Regions from separate parts of the Mus musculus genome. Here region 2 is linked to region 1. A link is a contact called in public promoter capture Hi-C data. All regions are on one chromosome and are shown on one strand. Each heading gives the region's core, a stretch centred on a gene start, on an enhancer-like site or on the middle of the called end of the contact. The rest is flanking DNA. Distances are from core to core; before and after follow the strand shown. Region 1 holds the start of Pycard (PYD and CARD domain containing). Region 2 overlaps Mcmbp (minichromosome maintenance complex binding protein).

Region 1 (2,850 bases), core at 22-2,521:
GAAATGTAGCTTAGCTCAGCAAAAACATCCCAGAGAGTAAACACAAATACAAATTGTTTTTTCAAAAATTGTGTATACAAAGTCAGGAGCTAGATAATGTAGCTGGAAAAGATACCTCAGCTCTGCTCCAGGTCCATCACCAAGTAGGGATGTATTTCCTTCAAGGCCTGGAGGAGGGAGTCCTTGCAGGTCAGGTTCCAGGATGGAACAAAGCTGAAGAGCTTCCTCATCTTGTCTTGGCTGGTGGTCTCTGCACGAACTGCCTGGTACTGTCCTTCAGTCAGCACACTGCCATGCAAAGCATCCAGCACTCCGTCCACTTCTGTGACCCTGGCAATGAGTGCTTGCCTGTGCTGGTCCACAAAGTGTCCTGAGGGTGGAAGTGAAAGCAGTGTTTAAAACTGCTTCAAAATTTACTAACGCAGTTTTAGGGGTTGGAGAATCAAGGAAAGCCACCCACCATGACTACATAGGCAAAGATAGGCTGTGCAAGGGTGTGGTAGGGTGGGGAGGCCTCACCTGTTCTGGCTGTACTCTGAGCAGGGACACTGGCTGCAGCTGCCACAGCTCCAGACTCTGCAAAGAAATGCCAGGTGGATCTTTATCAACAGACTTTCAGGGGTTCACTCCCACTCCACCCACGGTGCTAAGTTCAAGGCTACAAAGGGAAGATTTTTTTTTTTTTTTTTTTTTTGGCTATGGCAGGAGGAACAGTTAAGCGCCAAAGAGGCAAGCCTCTGCTGGTGTGCAGGAAGTTGAGGGTAGACGAACAAGGGGACACACTCACCTTCTTTAGTCGTTTGCAGCTGCTCAGCCAGCTCCTGTAAGCCCATGTCTCTAAGCACAGTCATTGTGAGCTCCAAGCCATACGACTCCAGATAGTAGCTGACAAGTTTGTCAGTGAGATCTATGGCGTCCATCTGCAGCAGGGCCCCGCGTGGGATGCGCCCATAGCCTTCTCGCAGTTGCACTGTCAGCAGCTTCATCTTGAACTTTTTGAGTTCATCCCCTGACAAGTTTTCAAGAGCGTCCAGGATGGCATCTCGTGCCCGCCCCATGGCTCTGGGGTGGGCAGCCGCGGTCACCTTTTACTCTTGCTGCTGCTCGCCTGCTGCAGCCTGCCTGCTGCCAGCCCGCCAAGACCAGGAAGTCAGCTGCTTAGGCCGATGGGCATGCTGGGACTCCCCCACCCTCTTTTCTTACAGCTCCTGTTCTTTCCCCAGCAAACTAGTTTTGGTTTCCGCCCCTAAGACTTTCAGACTTGGCTTTTTGGCTAGGCTGAAGAAACTAGGTGGAGGTGGGTTGGTGGAGGAAGTGGGGTGGGGACAGAGGGTGGAGCTAAGTTGTTACTCTGGCAGGTCCGGAGATGCTGAGAGACTCAATAGAGCTTACTTGCAAACCAGCTGTTGCTGAAAAGCAACCTGTTTCTGTTGAGTTTCTTGGAGCATAGAGGTTTAGAATCTTGGAAATCTAGACGCCCCAAATTTTGTTTCCCCAGATCTTAGGATCCACTCACATGCCATTGAATATTAGAATTTTAACAGCTAGAACACTAAGCCCCTTGAATTCCACAGATTTGGACAAAATGAAGTGCGAAAGAGAGTGACTATGTCTTCACCTTAGTTTCTTTCAGCTAAAAGTTTTTGTCACTCCCATCTCTCAGCCTCACATCTGCTAGAAGGTGGGGGACCTGGGCTCATGATGGGTTGGGTTGGAAGGGCTAAGGCTTCTTGAAACCTTACCAAATGCCCCAGCTATTAAATATTTTGTAGTGTGATGACAACTGGAGTGTAGAGACCTGAGTAGACAGCTAGCTACCCCCTTACTCCTGGGCTGGTTAGGATGACCTTGGAGCCTGCTCTGTACCCAGAATTCCTAACTGGCTTTAAACATGGCTGGGGGTCTACTGGTCCATCCCAGTTTTGATCTAGTCAGTCTTGTTTTATACCACACTGCCAGTTTACCCTTATCTTCAAGCTCAGTTCCTCTGGAGTTGCTTTTTCAATTCTTTGCACATGCTGTTCCCTAAACCTTGAAATTGCTTCTCTCTCAGACAAATGCTTGGCTCCTCAACCCTCAGGTTAAATGTTACTTCCTCCGAGAGTCCAGTCTTAAGAGTCCTCCATCTACCCATCTAGATCATATTGCTGCTAGTGAACAAAGCTACTTTTTTGTAGCTCTTGTGCTTTTGTGGGGGAGGGGAGGCTAGGGAGGTTGTTATAATGCCCAGCATGTGCCAAGGGCCCGCTACCTAGTCACCACTTAATGCTTTGCCTATTTATTTACTTTAGATAACCTTGTTGTGTAAGCTAGGCTAGTCTTGAACTCCTGATCCTTTTTGCTCAGCCCCCTGACTGGTTGGAATTGGAATAGCAGGTGTATTCTACCACATCTGGCTTAAGGAGCCTCCCTCCTCTATACAGGATGCCATTCTGTAGCCCTGGCTGTCCTGGAACTCGAGATCCACGTGTCTGCATCGCAAGTGCTTGGATCAAGGTGTGTGCCACTAGGACCAGCAGAGTTTTAACTCTTGACACTTTACAACTATGGATTAAGTTTGCAGGGTGACAGAGTGTCCATCCTTGTGGCATGGTATACCAGCAGCAATTGTGGTGAGATAGCCAGTGTACCTTGACTCATGGCTTATGGTTCCTCATTGATCCCTCCATAATTTTCAGATCATTATGGCCATATATGCATCTTACAGCCTACACAAAGGATGTTGTCCCTTTCCTACTCCTATGAGTCCCCAGATTCCTCAGAGTCAAATGTCATTACTAAGTAATTTTCAACTCTTCTTTAGGCTGGGATCCTCCATAAGTGTCACTTACATGCTTTTTGACAGTCCTT
Region 2 (2,735 bases), core at 123-2,622, 730 kb after region 1:
CTCAAAGTGGCAGCCAGTTCTCCACTACACATATTGAGGGCTTCTTGCCCTCACAATGAAGAAACAACCTGCAGGGGTAGCTTACAGGAGATGAAAAGGAAGACCAAAGAGGGAGTAACCCACAGAACACAGATTCTTGTGGACTGAACCCCCAGCTTACATGCCTACAAGCTTTCGTGTTTGTCACATGGCTGCCTTAAGTAGATGGCGAATGAGGGGAATGTGTTTCTAACTGTGATGTAGATGAGCCTGTCGGAAACACAAAAATCCTGCTTTAGCAGACCGTCCAAACATTTTTCCCTTAGCTAGCCCAAGCTTGACCACAGGATCCACGCGGTGGAAGGAGAGAACTGATTCACCAAATTGTCTTCTGACCTCCATAAGTGCGCTACCTGCATTTATATGCATTAATTAATTAGTTCATTTTTAAAAAAAAATGAACAAAACAAGCCTTGGTGCCATACTTCAGGTTCTGCTCTTAGGTCTACAACCAATCAGTCTCTATGAAGGGTGAGGATTAGGTTGAGATTTCTAACTTTTGCATATCAATGTTCAGTGTTTCAAAGAACATCCTTTACTATGGGTTCCTGTGTTCTTTGATTAAAAAGAAAGAAAGAAAGAAAGAAAGAAAGAAAGAAAGAAAGAAAGAAAGAAGAAAGAAAGAAAGAAAGAAAGAAAGAAAAGAAAAAGGAAGAAAGAAAAAGAAAGTTCAGAGTCACAGCAATAGCCACTGAAAAGACTTTGCTGAGGAGGATGTAACACACAGAAGGGACAGACAGGATGGTTCCACTTACTATGGGAACTAAACCAGGCCAGTTCATAAAGACATTGTGGGAGAGGCTGGAGGGAAGGCATGGTGATTAGTTTGTGATTATGGTGCAAGGAATGCCCTGGCGGGGCTTACTTCCCATAACTAAGCCAAAAACTAGTAACCTTAAAACAAGGAAATTATCAAAGAGGGTTCACTGTGGAAGGAAGACTGAGAAGAAAATGTGTCAAGGTAAGGTAGGAGGCACCTGAGTTCCAGAGTAGCCCAGACCACACACTAAGAACCAATGACAAACCAAGTCTGAATGATAGGAAAGTAGTTGAATTTTTTGGTTATTGGAGCAGGGGCATGTGTTTTTGCGCACGCGTGCGCACGCGGTCTGCATGCGTGCTCGTGCACAATGGACAAAGAACAACCTAGGATGTTGTTAGGAATTGCCCACTGATTTTTTGGAAAGGATCCTCCCTGACATGGCACTTGCTAAGTAGGCAGGCTGGCTAGCCAACCAACTACAGGGATTTGCCTATTTCTACCTCCCTAGTGCTGGGAGTAAGGCCCTGCACTTCCTGCTGAGCTTTTATATGTAAATTCTGGGGACTGAACTCAGGTCAACGTGCTTGCAAGCCAATGTAGTTTCCCAACTGAACTGTTTCCCAGTGTGACCACCAGACTCTTTAAAGCTCAGAAAAGACAAGGAATTAGATTTGTTCTTAGAACCTCCAGATGGCGATGCAAATCCTGCTGGCAACTTGATTTTTACAAAGCCAGTGATACATGTCAGACTTCTGGCCTCTAGAGCTGTAAAGTAATGAATCTATATTGTTTCAAGGCACTGTGTGGTATAAGTTAGTGCTGGACTATATGCACCCAAGCCTTCTGTTCTATCTATACAGCTAGTCCACAGCGGCATTACCTCCTTACTCCTGGTATGGTAATTTGTCTTCTTTTTTCTTTGCTAGTCTAGCTTAGAGGTTTATCAGTTTTGCTAATAAGAAGGAAATAAAAGATTAGGGATTTAGTTCAGTAGTTCAATCCCCAATTACACCCCCTCCACATACACACAAATCTCTAATCACACTCAAAGAAAAAGCAAAGCGGGGGGTGGGGTGGGGGGGGGTGGGGGGGTGGGGGGGGTGGGGCTGCACGCGTAGCTCAGTTGGTGGTATCTATCTGCATAAACCAGGTGCAGTGGCTCATGCCTACACCCAGGAGATGGAGGCAGGAGGATTGGAATGTTTGCGCTCATGGCCACTGAGCAGAGATGCATGCTCCCAAAGGATCACTGAGTTCAGTCCCTTGAGGAGGAAAAGAGCCCAGCCCCAAAAGCTGCTCTGACCACCACATGCACACTGCCTGCAAAGCGTAGCAACTTCCTGCAGTGTAATAAATAGAAAGTTGTTAGAAAGTTTAAGACACCTTCACATACTAGTGAGCTTTAAGGCAGTCTGTAGTACATAAGATTGTCTCAAGTATTTCACTGATTTGCTATTTTCTTTATTTTTAGATTTTATTTTTATTTATTTATTTATTTTTTTGTTTTGTTTTTTTTGAGACAGGGTTTCTCTGTGTAGCCCGGGCTGCCCTGGCACTCACTCTGTAGACCAGGCTGGCCTCGAACTCAGAAATCTGCCTGCCTCTGCCTGCCTCTGCCTCCCAAGTGCTGGGATTAAAGGCATGAGCCACCACGCCCGGCTTTTGATTTGCTATTTTCTTGTTTTCAATTCTTAATTTCTGTTCTTCCTTCATTATTTGCTTTCCTTTTCTCCATGTGCCTTGGGTTTCAGTTCGCATTTCTGATTTCATAAATGGACACAATGCTCGAAGCCTTCTTTCCATACATACACAGCACAGTCTCTGGTTGTACTTAGAGGATGTTCTTGTTTTTTTATTTTTTCAAGACAGGGTTTCTCTGTGTAGCCCTGGCTGTCCTGGAACTCACTCTGTAGACCAGGCTGGCCTCGAACTC

What was found. Promoter capture Hi-C pulls out the DNA fragments that hold promoters and counts their contacts.
Region 2: a contact with region 1 is called in a promoter capture Hi-C map of stem cell-derived epiblast-like cells, with 2.3 times the contacts expected there. The contact joins the enhancer-like site here to the promoter of Pycard in region 1. A contact is called at or near these places in 6 of 39 promoter capture datasets (HPC-7-derived erythroid cells, the SN4741 cell line, cranial neural crest and 3 more), 5 of 484 Hi-C or Micro-C datasets (CD4 T cells, cortical neurons, nephron progenitors and 2 more) and 1 of 9 other capture datasets (adipose tissue).

What each region holds. Positions count from the first base shown.
Region 1 is chr7:127,992,596-127,995,445 of GRCm38.p6, forward strand. Pycard (PYD and CARD domain containing) reads right to left here and starts at 1,272. Exons shown (of 3, transcript NM_023258.4): 1 at 788-1,272; 2 at 520-576; 3 at 1-370. The coding sequence starts at 1,058. The coding sequence ends at 117.
Region 2 is chr7:128,725,874-128,728,608 of GRCm38.p6, forward strand. All of the region lies in intron 1 of Mcmbp (minichromosome maintenance complex binding protein), which reads right to left. Among named protein-coding and RNA genes, the nearest start is that of Mcmbp, 13 kb to the right of the region's middle. Within about 2 kb of position 1,373, at least 53 of the 459 cell types and tissues checked have an H3K27ac peak or open chromatin away from gene starts, as enhancers often do. A contact at or near this core is called in adipose tissue, embryonic stem cells and stem cell-derived epiblast-like cells, where this site is marked.